Regions from separate parts of the Mus musculus genome. Here region 1 is linked to region 2. Evidence: chromatin contacts called from public HiChIP or PLAC-seq data. All regions are on one chromosome and are shown on one strand. The core of a region is the stretch at or near the end of the contact, and the rest is flanking DNA. Distances in the headings are between cores, read along the strand shown.

What was found. HiChIP or PLAC-seq counts read pairs in DNA pulled down with a chosen protein or histone mark.
Region 1: an H3K27ac HiChIP or PLAC-seq map of embryonic stem cells shows a contact between it and region 2, with 8 read pairs. The contact joins the promoter of Tm6sf2 here to the enhancer-like site in region 2. A contact is called at or near these places in 12 of 39 promoter capture datasets (the 3T3-L1 cell line, 3T3-L1-derived adipocytes, cranial neural crest and 7 more), 2 of 484 Hi-C or Micro-C datasets (embryonic stem cells and forebrain), 5 of 115 datasets of contacts at active chromatin or transcription factors (double positive thymocytes, effector CD8 T cells and embryonic stem cells) and 3 of 9 other capture datasets (adipose tissue, liver and pancreatic islet).

The regions. Positions count from the first base shown.
Region 1 is chr8:70,069,903-70,077,049 of GRCm38.p6, forward strand. Tm6sf2 (transmembrane 6 superfamily member 2) reads left to right here and starts at 3,022. Exons shown (of 10, transcript NM_001293795.1): 1 at 3,022-3,187; 2 at 4,376-4,479; 3 at 5,430-5,527; 4 at 5,598-5,701; 5 at 6,099-6,181. The coding sequence starts at 3,093. Sugp1 (SURP and G patch domain containing 1) reads left to right here. Exons shown (of 14, transcript NM_027481.3): 10 at 94-271; 11 at 429-535; 12 at 1,212-1,357; 13 at 1,620-1,749; 14 at 1,904-2,445. The coding sequence ends at 1,930.
Region 2 is chr8:69,997,718-70,004,242 of GRCm38.p6, forward strand. No RefSeq gene overlaps it. Among named protein-coding and RNA genes, the nearest start is that of Gatad2a, 27 kb to the left of the region's middle. Within about 2 kb of position 3,709, at least 276 of the 459 cell types and tissues checked have an H3K27ac peak or open chromatin away from gene starts, as enhancers often do. A contact at or near this core is called in adipose tissue, double positive thymocytes, embryonic stem cells and 4 more, where this site is marked.

The DNA of each region.
Region 1 (7,147 bases), core at 1,772-4,271, 71 kb after region 2:
GGGACATGGATGTGACAGGCTGCAGCTCTTGCCCTGCCTGCTCTTCTGAGCAAGGAGATCTTTTCAATGAGCACTTGCCTATCCACTCCGCAGATGCAGCAGATGTATGACATGATTATGCAGCACAAGCGCGCCATGCAAGACATGCAGCTTCTGTGGGAGAAGGCGCTGCAGCAACACCAGCATGGCTATGACAGTGATGAGGAGGTAGACAGTGAACTGGGCACCTGGGAGCACCAGCTGCGACGCATGGAGATGGACAAGACACGGGGTATGTGGGACATGAAAAGAGGGTGAACCCCACTTACCTGCACCACTTGGCCATGGCACATGGTCTAGAGGCTCCACCGATCCAGAAATAGCACCATTGCTATCGACTACTTTCTCATCCCTTGCCACTCACTCATCTTCCTCTCCTCTCTGAGCAGAGTGGGCAGAGCAGCTGACACAGATGGGTCGGGGCAAGCACTTCATCGGTGACTTTCTGCCCCCTGATGAGCTGGAGAAGTTCATGGAGACCTTCAAGGCCCTGAAGGTGGGGAAGCCGATGGGCAGGCATGGACAGGAGGGGAATTAACACATAGTGTAGTGTCTTCCAGCCAGTGGGAAATCACAGTTTCAGAGCTGGGGCCCAAGGATAGCTTTTCTTTCTTCCTTAAAACAGGATCTTGTCATGCAGTCCTCACTGATCTGGAACTTGTGTAGATCAGGCTAGCCATGTTCTTTTGTCATGTTCCTCTGCCACCCAATTGCAGAAAGGCACCGTCTTGCATGCTGCCCCACTGTGGTGGGCTCAAGAACCAGGGGGCTGATGAGACATGAATTGGCATTTCTTTGTATCCCATAGTTATGTCTGTTTAGCATTCTGTGTGACAGATTGTTCCCAAGCTGGGTATTCAGAACAAATTGCTCTTAGAACATGAGCTACTCTTGGCCTGTAAACTGTTAACGTCCCAAACAGGCCATGTTAATGGTCACCTTGTCCCCTTTGACTTGAGTGCCTGGAAGCTCAGCCCTTTGAAGACAGCATAAGGATGAAGAGCTTGATTTATTTCAGTGGAGTCAACCACTGATGGCTGGGGCACATGGGTGGAACCAGTCTGGCATGAGGCTAACTAAGATCAAGTTGGGCAGGCATTGGAGCCAGAACTGGGACCTAGGGACAGCTATAGTCCCCATGGCTGGCAACTTTCTCCTCTCTTCTGTTGCAGGAGGGCAGAGAGCCAGACTACTCAGAATATAAGGAGTTTAAGCTGACGGTGGAAAACATTGGCTACCAGATGCTCATGAAGATGGGCTGGAAAGAGGGCGAGGGGCTGGGCACTGAGGGCCAGGGCATCAAGAACCCAGTGAACAAGTGAGTGCTGCCACAGGGCTTGCGGGAGCACACAGATGGACAAGTCCTAAGGTTCCAGCTAGTGACAACTAGTTCTGGTTTAACTAGTATGTAAAGCCTTGCTACCCACACTGCTTGACCGTGAAGCTGGCCTCTGACCCCATGTCTGAGTGAATCTAGGACCTGCCAACCCTGCCACCAGTCCCCACCCCAGTACCCCAGAAGCCCTTCCTGTCTGTCTCATCCTGGTTCCTACTCATGACTGCTGGTTTTCCTTCCACAGGGGTGCCACCACAATAGATGGAGCTGGCTTTGGCATCGACCGGCCAGCTGAACTCTCCAAGGAGGATGATGAGTACGAGGCCTTCCGCAAGAGGATGATGCTGGCCTACCGATTCCGGCCCAACCCGCTGGTGCGTGCCTCCCTGACTGCCTGTTAGTTTGAGAGAGATGACAAAACCCCTGCTGTAGCCCTCACAGGATGTCAGCTCTGCTGCCTGCAACGTTGTGGAGGGAGGACCTATAGTTTTCCACTAACACTCCTTTGATCTTTTTGGGCTTCCACAGAACAACCCCAGACGGCCCTACTACTGAATATTCTGGAAACACAAAGTCTACATTCAGATCGGCCATCCTTGGACTATGAAATGTTCTGGCATCCATCTCTATCCTGTGGTCACAAGTGTTGTGCTGTGTATTAAAGTCCCAATGCTCACCTGTCCAGCATTCCAGTTCCTGCTGTTGCCAGAAACCTCTTTTGTCCCTCCTCCAGTCCCACTGAGGCTCATTGAGTTCACAGTAACTGGAGACCAGCCAGTTGATTCAGACTTTACCCCAGGCAGAGGAAAAAGAGGCTTCCAAACACTTCATGATATGTGCATGGGCTGGTGTGGACTGGGCACAGCTGGAGTATGGGTAGGGCCTGTCTAGAGGCAGAGGCCTGGGCTGTCTCATGTATTGCTCACTGCATAGCTGCAAGAGCCCAGCTGGAGCCCGTGATGGTCAATCTTTGCAGCTTCATCCCATTTGTGCTGCCCTGGATCCTCCCCAGACCTCTCCAGCTAGTCAAAGTCCTCAAGAGAATAAGAATGATAAATCTGAGTACTCCAGTCTTGCTCCTCTGGTCTTCCATCTCCCCAATGTTTCCCTCTCCCAAGATCTGGTTGGGCATGACACAAAAGGTCCTAGAGTTGGCAGAGCTGAGTAGTGGGAGTGTGGCCAGGGGCTGGACTGCAGTGTGTACAAGTTGTGAGTGTAGGGCCTGGGGGCGGGGCCATGTAGAGCGTGGCTGCACTCTTGAGCTAATGCCTGTGAGTAGGGCTAGGAGAGGTGAATGGGTCTTAGGTAAGGGACTATTGTGGACTCGGTAAAGGGAAGTCTCTACAGTTCAGCCCCACAGGTGACTAGGGTATGGGGGCGGAGTTATAAGCTGGGTAGAGGTAAGGGGGCATGGCTGCAGATGTGGGACGGCTGAAAACTGGGAAAGGACGCTGTGCAATGGATAAAAGGACTGAGAAAGGGAGCTTATGGGCGGAGTCTCCTGATAGTAGGGCGGCACTCCCCACCCACCCCCTCCGCATACTGGCCAAGAACCTCAACACAGGAAAGGGTGGTGACCAGCTCCTGCGCGGGGCGACCTTTGCGCGCGGGGGGGGGGGGGGGGGCAGGCAGGTTCCTGGCAACTCAGAGCTCTGACGCGCTGCGGTCACGGAGCCAAGCGTCCTGGAGGCCTCGCCGGGGTCGGGGTGCCGCTGCCATGGACATCCCGCCCCTAGCCGGCAGGACTGTGGCAATGTCATTCTGCGCCCTGCCAGTGTCCTACCTACTCAATCAAGTTTCGGCGTTCTCACAGTGCGTTTTCGTCCATGAGGACCATGGGGCTGGAGGGAGGATGAGGGGTAGCAAAATCCCATAGGATGGGAGCTGGGCCGGGGGAACGCCATTGCAAGCAGAAATCCCTCTCCAGCCGCGCTGTCAGGAAGATGAAGTTGTAAGTTTCTGGGGAAAGGTGATGTGGAGCCATAGTGGGTTGTGGCATTTACGAGTATTCCAGGGATGTATGCTGTGCCAGTTCCAAAGTCACCCAGGGTCAAAGTATTTTCCTAGATAAAGCCCAACTCACCCAACTTCCCTGGTACGCATGCCCTGTACCATCGTCTCTGTCTCAGGCCTAGAGTTAACTCCCCCTACAAGCAATGAGCACCCTGTCCCTGACTTCTATCTTCAGATAGACCCCGGAGGTCCAGCAATCCCCTCACTCCAAAGCTCAGTTAACTCAAACAGTGGGATAGAGAGGGCCTTAGCCATAGGTCTGACTCCCTGGTACCTGTCTCCTGAGAGTCTGAGTGAGCCAAGTGCCCTTTGGGAGCCCAGGTCTCTTTATCTATCTGGGTTTCACTATCGTCATGGGTGAGGATCACAAGTTCTGTGCAGTGTCAAGATTAGTGTTGGCATTTTGGTTAAGTAAAACCAGGATGGAGTTTATGAAATGTGGGCCTGGGTAGTTTAGGAGAATTGAACAAAAACTGGCTGTGTGGCACCAGACAGGTGGATTCCCCTCTCTGGGTTTTGGTTTGTTTGTCCAGCTGTGTTAAGGGAAGCCCAGAGACCTGGCTTGTGTTATCTATGCAGCTAGCTGAACTGTCTTATCAGACTGTATAACTTCGGTGTAACTGAGCAAGAATAGGGAAGTGCAGTTGGAGACATTTGGACTTTAGTTGAGAGAAACTGGGAGCCTCAAGAAAATACTAGATTCCCTCCCATCAGAGTCCAACCACATGAAGGGTGAGGCTCAATGAGTGACCTGGCAAATCCAAAGGAATGAGTATTAGCTAATGATGAAACACAGAGATAGGGAAATCAGAGAGGGCTTCCAGTGGGAGCAATATGGATAAGCCTTGAAGTATGAGTAGGAGTTTGCCAAGTAGAAAACCTAACCAAGAAACCACTGATGGAGAAGTCAGGTCTCATTCTCCTTTGCTGACACTTTCTGAATAATTCCTCCAGGAGGTCTCACCCAAGCACTCGATTTTCCCCCAGGCCCCTGTTTGTGGTGCTGACGAGTGCTCTGATACTGGGTCTGCTCTTCCTGGCAGTCTATAGCCTATCTCATGGGGAGATCACCTACGACCCTCTCTATGCTGGTGAGTCATTGGGAGGTGCTGAGGAGCAGGGTTCTCTGGGCAAAGGCTAAAGACCAACCCAAGGACCTCTGTTAGTCTTTGAGTGGTTCCCATTAACTGTGGAACTCGGAGGGCCTGGAATACCATTAGACTGGAGAACCTCAAAGGGTGTCTTTCAGAGGTGGAACTCCAGAGAGAAGTAATTATGTCTTTCTCCCCTATGCCCTTCCCAGGACTCATGTAGCCTGAGCTGACCCTAACTCCTAATCTTCCTGCCTCTATCTGAGTTCTGAATGCTGGAATGACAATGGCACTTTGTCCAGCTCCAGACTTGGGACTTCCTTCATCACATATATAGAATGTAGAATGGATGCTATTATGTGTGGCCTGGTCACCTTTCCTTAGACCTGATGTTTCTTTTTCTCTTTCTTCCTTCCTTCCTTCCTTCCTTCCTTCCTTCCTTCCTTCCTTCCTTCCTTCCTTCCTTCCTTCCTTCCTTTCTTTCTTTCTTTCTTTCTTTCTTTCTTTCTTTCTTTCTTTCTTTCTTTCTTTTTTCTTCTTTCTTCAAGACAGGGTTTCCCTGTATAGCCCTGGCTGTCCTGTAACTCACTCTGTAGACCAGGCTGGTCTTGAACTCAGAAACTTGCCTGCCTCTGCCTCCCAAGTGCTGGGATTAAAGGTGTGCCACCACTGCCCGGCTGGACCTGATGTTTCAAGCCCAATTATAAGCTGAACTAAAAGCTAATGTGGTGCTGAGAGCCTGTAATCCCAGCAATTGGGAATCTGCAGCAGGAGGATTTTCATTTGTCCCAGGGCAGCCTAGGCTACAGACCCTGTGTCAAAAGAACAGAACCTGAGATTGCCCAGGCCCAAACTGTCATTGTGTTGGCTTTAGCCACACCCATACTTGGCCCTGTCCTTGTCCATGTCAACCCCACTCACCTGCTCAGTCCCACCTTCTCTGTCTCCAGTCTTTGTGATCTTCTCCTTCACCTCGGTGGTGGACCTTGTCATTGCACTCCAAGAAGATGGCTACATGATGGGCTTCATGGATTTCTACACCAAGGAGGTAGTGTGGGATAGCTGGGTGTGGTTCTGGCCCCATCATGCATGCTCCTGAGCCCCACTCCTGCCCACAGGGTGAGCCCTACCTACGCACAGCACATGGCATCTTCATCTGCTACTGGGATGGTACTGTGCACTACCTGCTCTATCTGACAATGGCTGGTGCCATCCGCAAAAGGTGAGGGGGACAGAAGACTAGGAACCCAGGAGGAGATTGATTCCTGGAGTGAGTCCCAAGTCTCTGGGGAACCAGAAGTGTTTGAGAAGGGGTGTGATCACCTGGGGAAGGCTCGAGAACATTTCCAGGTTGTCAACAGGTATGGCTGGCTGGAGACCCACATCTTCTAGACCATTGGTGTCATTCCCCATGCTTATTATCCCTGTGTGAGGTGTCAAACAAGCATATACTGAGCATGCTCAAGACCCACGTTCCATCTCTGGCTACCATAAATATAAATAAATAAATAAATGGCCCAGGAGGGACCCAGAGGTAAAGATCCAGTGTGGCCTCTGGCCCTAGCAAGGGCTTGAGATGGAGGTTTAGTGTGCCACAGCTATCCCCCTTCCCTTCCCAGGAAAAGGTACCGGAACCTTGGGCTCTACTGGCTGGGATCCTTCGCCATGAGCATCCTGGTGTTTCTCCCGGGAAACATCCTTGGTAAGGACAAAAACGCTGAAACTCCAACCATTCACATATCTAAATAACCTTGACCAGCAGCCACTACACTCTCTACTCCCTTTCCACACGGAAGTAAAGAGGAGATAGCGTTAATCCTGATTCCTCTCAGGGTTTCCCAAAATGCTCTTCACAGAAGAAGGGAGTCCAGTGGAGGCTTGCTAAGTAGGTTTTTGAAGACAGGGCAGAAATGATGAGTCCCAGTGTTGAAATGTCTCAGAAAATGCTGATTGAGGGGACTGTCCAGATCGTTCCACCACCGTGCACAGCCTTTAGGGAGGTGGATCGTGGGGAGTTTGACTGCATTTATCCCACGCCGCCTCGGGGGTTGAGTGTTGGGCTGTAGGGAAGCTCTAAGACACCACTTCTGGGGTAGGAAAGCTCAGTCTGAGATGTGGGGAAACCAGAGCTGGCTTGGGGTCCCCAGACCTGCAGTGAGGCCAGGGCCATGGGGTTCTCAGACTCTTGGACATCCACGCACTGCTGGGAGTTTCAGAAGAGCAGAGAATGGAGTCAGGGGTCCATGGGCTGAAGACATCGTCTAGCCCAGGGCCAGGGGAGAGGGGATGCTTCGACTTGTCCCAGTGGGATGAGATTGTCCTCAGCTTGGTGGAGGCAGACCTGGTGGCAGTTGTGGCTGGGAACGCAGAGAGCCCTTCTACGGGAGAGTTAGGCTACAGCTCTGTAGACAAAGGCCTTTCCTAGACTCCTCACCTGGATCTTGATGAAAGAGTCAGTCCATGGTTCTAAACAGTTTATTGTCATGGCAGAAACCACACTCAGTTTCTTGGGGTGGGCCTGAGATTAAATACGTTGTGCAGGGAGGAACATCTGAGAAGGGAAGCTTATTGGCTAAGCCCTATGGGCCTCCAGGTACCTCATTAGCTTGGAGAACTCTGTTTGAGCCTATGTGACCACAGGACATGTTTCCTTATGTGAGAAGCATGG
Region 2 (6,525 bases), core at 2,459-4,958:
AGATCTCATTACCGATGATTGTGAGCCACCATGTGGTTGCTGGGATTTGAACTCAGGACCTTCAGAAGAGCAGTTGGTGCTCTTAACTGCTGAGCCATCTCTCCAGCCCTAGGCCTCCTTTTCTATGTGGGTCCCAGAGATCAAACTCAGGGTCTCAGGCTTTGTGGCAAGAACCTTTACATTTTGAGCCCATTGTTTTGTTTTTGAGACAGGGTACTAGACATCTATGTAAAGCAGGTTACTCTCAAACTTAAAAGATTTACCCTTCCTTTGCCTTTCAAGTACTGGAACTGAAGGCATGTCCCACCAAGCCTGCAGGATGTGTTTTGATATCTCCTGTATCCCACCCAGACTAGCTTCAGACTTACTACTATGTAGCTGAGGATGACCTTGAATTCTACTATTCCCTGATTAACTCTTGGTTTCTCCATCTCCATAATTTCTCTGCTAGATAGGAACTTTCCAAAACCCTTTCTGCTTCCCAACCACTTCCAGATAAAATCTAATCTGTCATCCCAAATTTAACACATCATTTGGCAAAAGTTAAAGCAAAAAGAGCTTCAACTATCTTCCCCCATTTTAAAAGTATTTATATTATGTGACGGTTGCTTTGCTTGTCTGAACCAAGTACGGTGTCCCCACTGTATGCCAGAAGAAGGCATCAGATTCCCTGGAACTGGAGTCACAGACAATTATGAACTGCTATGTAGGGTCTAGGAATCGAACCTGGACTAGAAAAGCAGCCAAGTGCTCTTAACCTCTGAGCCATCCTTCCAGTTCTGTCCCTTTTTAAGCAGGATCTCATGTAGCCCAGGTGGCCTTAAATGTCCTCCAGTTACAAGTAAGGCCTTGAACTCCTGATCCTCAGGCATAGACATCCCAAGTATGACAGGTATGTGCCATCACACCCAGTTTCTGCAATGCTTGTGCTAATCTTGTAGCTTATTAGTGGAACTTCATCTGGAGCCCCCTCTTATTTTCTTCAGCAGAGTCTCTTGTTGCCCAGACTGGTATCAAAATCCTCTTTCTGACGCCATCTTTCCTATGCCAAAATGGCAGGAGTGCACTACCATGCTTGACCCTTAATTCATTCCAAAGTCCTTGCCTGGTTTATAACCCTGCCCCCAAAGGACCCAGGTTTGTCTAAATAGGTAACCAAATAACCTAGTGAGTCAAAGTCATGAAAAGGCACAGACGAGAAAGACCTTCAGCTCTGAGGGTGCAAATGGTAAGCTGTGGTTGCTGTTACTGAAGACAACACGCATGGCCAGGCACACAGGTCACCAAAGGGAAGTTGTTACTGAAGGGATCTTAGGAGCCAAGAAGAATGCAATACAGAGAAACAGGCCTATTTATTACACCAGGCAGAATTGAAGCAATACAAAGAAACTGCTATACTAATATTAAGGAGAAAGTCATCAAATAAAATAAAGGATGAGACTAGAAAGAACTCAAGGATTCCATGTGAACCTTGAAGCTTGTATGAGAAGAATGGACTTATGCTTACAAGAAAGCTGAAGTTTTGGAAGAAAAGTAAGTGCAGATAGTAACAGGGATTGGAGGGACTATGACTTCTTAACTGATCTTAAACTGGTCCCAAATGATGAGGCCAACAAACACAGCGTCACTGACTAAGGAAGGGAGCCATGGTAAACACGAAGATGTTCCCTGCACGCTTGGCCCCTCTGCTCAGGAGCTACCACATTCTCTTCATGTTGAACCAAAGGGCTGGCAGAACTGGAAACAAACCCATACCTGCCACTTCTTAAGAAGGCCAATAATCACCCTCATGGCGGAAGACATCAGAACCCACAAGGGAGGCTGAGGCAGGAGCATCTCAAGTTCTAGGCCATCCTGGGTTGCATAGAAAAACCAGAAATTTGCCCAAAGGCTTACACTAGAGATGTGAACTAAAGTGCCTTGCACTGGCCCACAGTAGGGAACAAAAGCTAGTTTAATTCCTGTCACTAACTGGGATATTTTGCTAGCACAAGAATCAACCTATTTAAGTGATCCCTTGGTACTTTACACATAACTTTTCTTGTTTTTCTTGAGAAGGGTTTTTACTGTGTAGCCCAGGTTGGCTTAGAGCTTACTATGTAGTTCAGGATGACCTAGCACACATAGTCCTCTTGGTAGGTGTATTCCATTACATCTAGCATAATTTATTGTTGAATCAACAATTATTGATGGGATTATAGGTCAGCATAGTATGTAATTTCCCATTGTATGCAGAAGAGAAAGGCAGTGCTGGGCCTTGGTGGCGCACGCCTTTAATCCCAGCATTTAGGAGGCAAAGGCAGGCAGATTTCTGAGTTCGATGCCAGCCTGGCCTATAGAGTGAGTTTCAGGAGAGCCAGTGCTACAAAGAGAAACCCTGTCTCGAAAAAAGAAAAAAAAAAAAAAAAAGGAAGGTAGGAAGGAAGAAAGAAAGAAAGAAAGAAAGAAAGAAAGAAGAAAGAAAGAAAGAAAGAAAGAAAGAAAGAAAGAAAGAAAGAAAGAAAGAAAGAAAGAAAGAAGGAAAGAAAGGAAGGAAGAAAGAAAGGCAGGTACACTCAGCTACTGTTATTGGTCTACATCAACTGCTCAACTGTAGTATTACATCTTAACTGACACTTGTATTATTTACATCTCAAATCCAAAAACAATTATAACACGTATTGCTCTTGCAGAGAACCAGATTTCATTCCCAGCGCTCACATGGTGACTCACAACCCTCTATAACTCCAGTTCCAGGAGATCTGGTGCATGTGGTGTGCTTACATACATTTATACACATAAAAAACTTTAAATCTCCAATCCAGCAACATGCTCAAAGGTGAGAAAGCACTATGGTCTCATGGAGAGCATGCTCACATTAGCAATCAAAAATTGGTGCTGGGACCTAGAGAAATGGTTCAGTGATTAAGAGCACTGACTGCTCTTCTGAAAGTCCTGAGTTCAAATTCCAGCAACCACATGGTAGCTCACAACCATCCGTAATGAGTTCTGACCCTCTTCTGGTGCATCTGAAGCCAGCTACAGTGTACTTACATATAATAATAAATCTTTTTTAAAAATTGATAAGCAGTGCATTAGCTAGTGTCCAGCTCAATATATGCCCCCCCCACACACACACACACAACTAAACTACTACTGTACTGGTAAAATAATCCAAATAAATAATCAAAACTTTTGAGACCTAGACAGGGAATGCAATTCAGTTGATAGTGATTGCCCAGTGTGCACAGTGTGCATTCCCGGCCCCACATAAACTAGGTGTGATGGTGCACACCTGTCAGCTCAGAATTTAGGAAATAGAGGCAAGACACTCAGAAATCTAAGGTCATCCTCATCTTCATAGTTCAAGAACAGCCTGGGCTAAGGAAAAAATAATAATCCTAACCCTTTTCTTTGTCTGAAGTGAACTCTCTTTGAAGAGAGACTCCAGGTAGATACTCTAGTGAAATTCCTGAACCTCAGAGCCAAGGGCAGCCTAGTTTTATAATAAAAACTGAAGCAAGAGCCATGTGACTGAAGGATGAGTTTCCTTTCCCTGGTGGAAGCTGATTGCATCTCTTCACCAAGGCGTGGCCCTTCCTGGGTCTGGGGAATCAACTTGACGAACAGGCTGAGTGACATTCACGCCCATATAGGGAAGTGGGAGCTGGCCCAGGCAGCCCCACAGGCGTTAGGAAGGCGGGGCCTCTGCCAGCCAGAGACCTGTGGCTGCTCTCCTGAGAAGTCCCCTCGCACAGAGGAAGCGTTCCACCAGCACTGAGAGTGACCGCTGAGTAATGCCACAGACAGATAGCAAAAAGGTTATAGCCTCCAGGGTCGAGGGCCCAGGTCTGTCCCGGCATAAAGGAGACTGCTGAAGGAAGGATCGTAAATTGAAGGCTAGTCTGAGCTACAGACCCTCTTTTGAGAAACAACACAAAAAACAGGTGCGGTAATAATCGCAGCACTTCAGAAGAGGATCACTGTGAGTCTGAGGATAGCCTGGCTTGCAGAGGAAGGGGAGGGGAAGAGAAAAGGGAAGTGGGCTCTGGAAAGACGGCTTAGTGGCACTTGCTGCTCTTGAGTGTGACCCAAATACCCACTTATGGCAGCTCACAGTCGCCTCTGTGTGCAGCTCCAAGGGATCCAACGCCCCCTTCTGTCCTCTAAGGTCACCTGCAAGGCACATGTGCACAGATAGACACGTTAATAAAAATTAAATATATCTTTATTTTTAAAGGAAAAAAAAAAGAGGAAACGAAGGGAGAACTGTGTGTACTGACCCACCACTGTCACAGCAGCATGTCACGTAAGGATTAAGTTTTTATTTTTGTTTTTTTTTTTTTTTCCGAGACAGGGTTTCTCTGTATAGCCCAAGCTGGAACTCACTTTGTAGACCAGGCTGGCCTCGAACTCAGAAATCTGCCTGCCTCTGCCTCCAGAGTGCTGGGATTAAGGGCGTGCACAACCACGCCTGGCTGGAGGATTAGGAATTTAAGGGTTATCTTTAGCTACATATGGAATTCCAGGAAAGCCTAGGCTACAAGGAAAGGGAGGGTGACAGAAGGAGGGAAGAAAAGAAAGAGGCAAGAAGGGAGGAAGGAAAGAGAAAAGGGAGTTAGGTTAAAGCTATACAGAGTCACTAAAGAGTCTCTAAATGGCTGAGTTGCTTTGCACAGAGCTAAATACCACACCCTGCATCCCTGCAGGCATCTTCATTCATTAGAGTTGACCCAGCTTGTGTGTTGTGTATCTCTAGAATCACTGACCTACTGAAAGCAGCATCCTTTTGAGGGTCTGTGGGCTTGGTCCTGGTTTCCCCAGGGAAGCAAATCATTGTTTTTAGAGGGAAAAAGATCAGGTGCAATGGCACCAACAGGCCGTCGTTCGCACCCCTGTGCTTCCCTAGAGAAAATCAAGCAGACATCTACAAGCTATGGTGGACCACACTGTGCCTTTATTGAGATGAGTTTCTAGAATATACAGAAGCAAAGCCAGACTAAGCCCAGGAGCCCTTTCAGCCAAGCATTTTGTAGACAGGGCCTTAATATATAGCTCAAGCTGCCTGATATTCCTGTCTGTCTCAGCCTCCTATGGGATCACAGGCCTGTGCCACCACACAAAGCTGCTGGCTGAGTTTTTTTAAAAGATTTAAATTTTTAAATATTTAAAATTTATTTATTTATTTATTTTTCCTTTTTTTTTTTTTCTGAGACAGAGTTTCTCTGTAGCCCTGGCTGTCCTGGAACTCACTCTGTAGTCCAGGCTGGCCTTGAACGCAGAAATTCACCTGCCTCTGCCTCCCAAGTGCTGGGATTAAAGGCGTGCCCCAGTACTGCCTGGCAATAGTTTATTTTTTGAAAAAGGGTTTTATGTAACCTAGGCTGGACTCAAACTCTCTATGTAGCCAAAGATGACCATCAAGTTCTGATCTTCCTGCTTTCACCTCCCAACTGCTGGGATGATAGTCATGTGCTACGGTACATGGAACCCAGGGATTTTGTGTCAGCTGATCTACAGCTGTGTTAGTCAGTGAACTACAGTGACTTCTCCACCACCAGGAAGAGCATTTCTTTCAATTTCGAGTTTCTGAAAGAGAAAGCATTCTTCCTAGACAGGAGCCGCATAAGAAGAAGGAAGGAAGTGAGCTTACTCACAGCCACCTGGAGCTTCAGTAAGGTTTGAACATAGCATTACCAACATAAACTGAAGCACAAGGCAGGTGCCTCTTTGCCTCCCTGAATGTGGGTGTGGTCCCACCTGGGATCTGTGATACCATCTCATGCCCTCCAGTTCCTCCTCCCTGCCCCCCCCACCCCCCATAGGTATTTGAGCCTAGCTCAGAGAGTGAGCTCGTGGGATCTACTCAGATTTCTGGTTTCTGAAGGACACTGCCTCCTGCTGGAATATCCCACCCCAACCACCCGCTCTGAGTCTGAAGTGAGCCTCCAATTTAGGTGCTGGAAATCAAAGCCTAACCTTTTGGCCTTATGGAAGAGTAGATTCTGCTCTTAACCAAGAGCCAGCCATCTCTCCAGCCAGAGAGAGAGAGGGAGAGGGGACAGGGGAGAGGGGAAAGAAAGAGGGAGAGAAAGAAGGAGAGAAAGAGGGAGAGAGACAGAGACAGAGACACACAGAAAGAGAAAGCTTGAAGCAAGGCTCATCTAAGCTGCAAAGGCCCAAAGGACAGGCCTAGCCCTGTCAGAAACTGATGGCTGCTCAACATCTCAAAGGTGCTGTGAGCCGGGCCTTTAATCCCAGCACTTGGGAGGCAGAGGCAGGCAGATTTCTGAGTTCGAGGCCAGCCTGGTCTACAAAGTGAGCTCCAGGACTGCCAGAGCTATACAGAGAAACCCTGTCTCGAAAAACCAAAAAAAAAAAAAAAAAAAAAAAGAGGACATGTGAGACCAACCAAAAAAGACCTGAGAGTACTCTGTCCTAAGGGCTTCCACATAATGTCCAAGATACTGGAAGAGAGCAAGCCCAGAGTTTCTCCTAGGGAAGTTTCTCATAAATTATTGCCAAAGGGTAAATTCACTTTAGTTT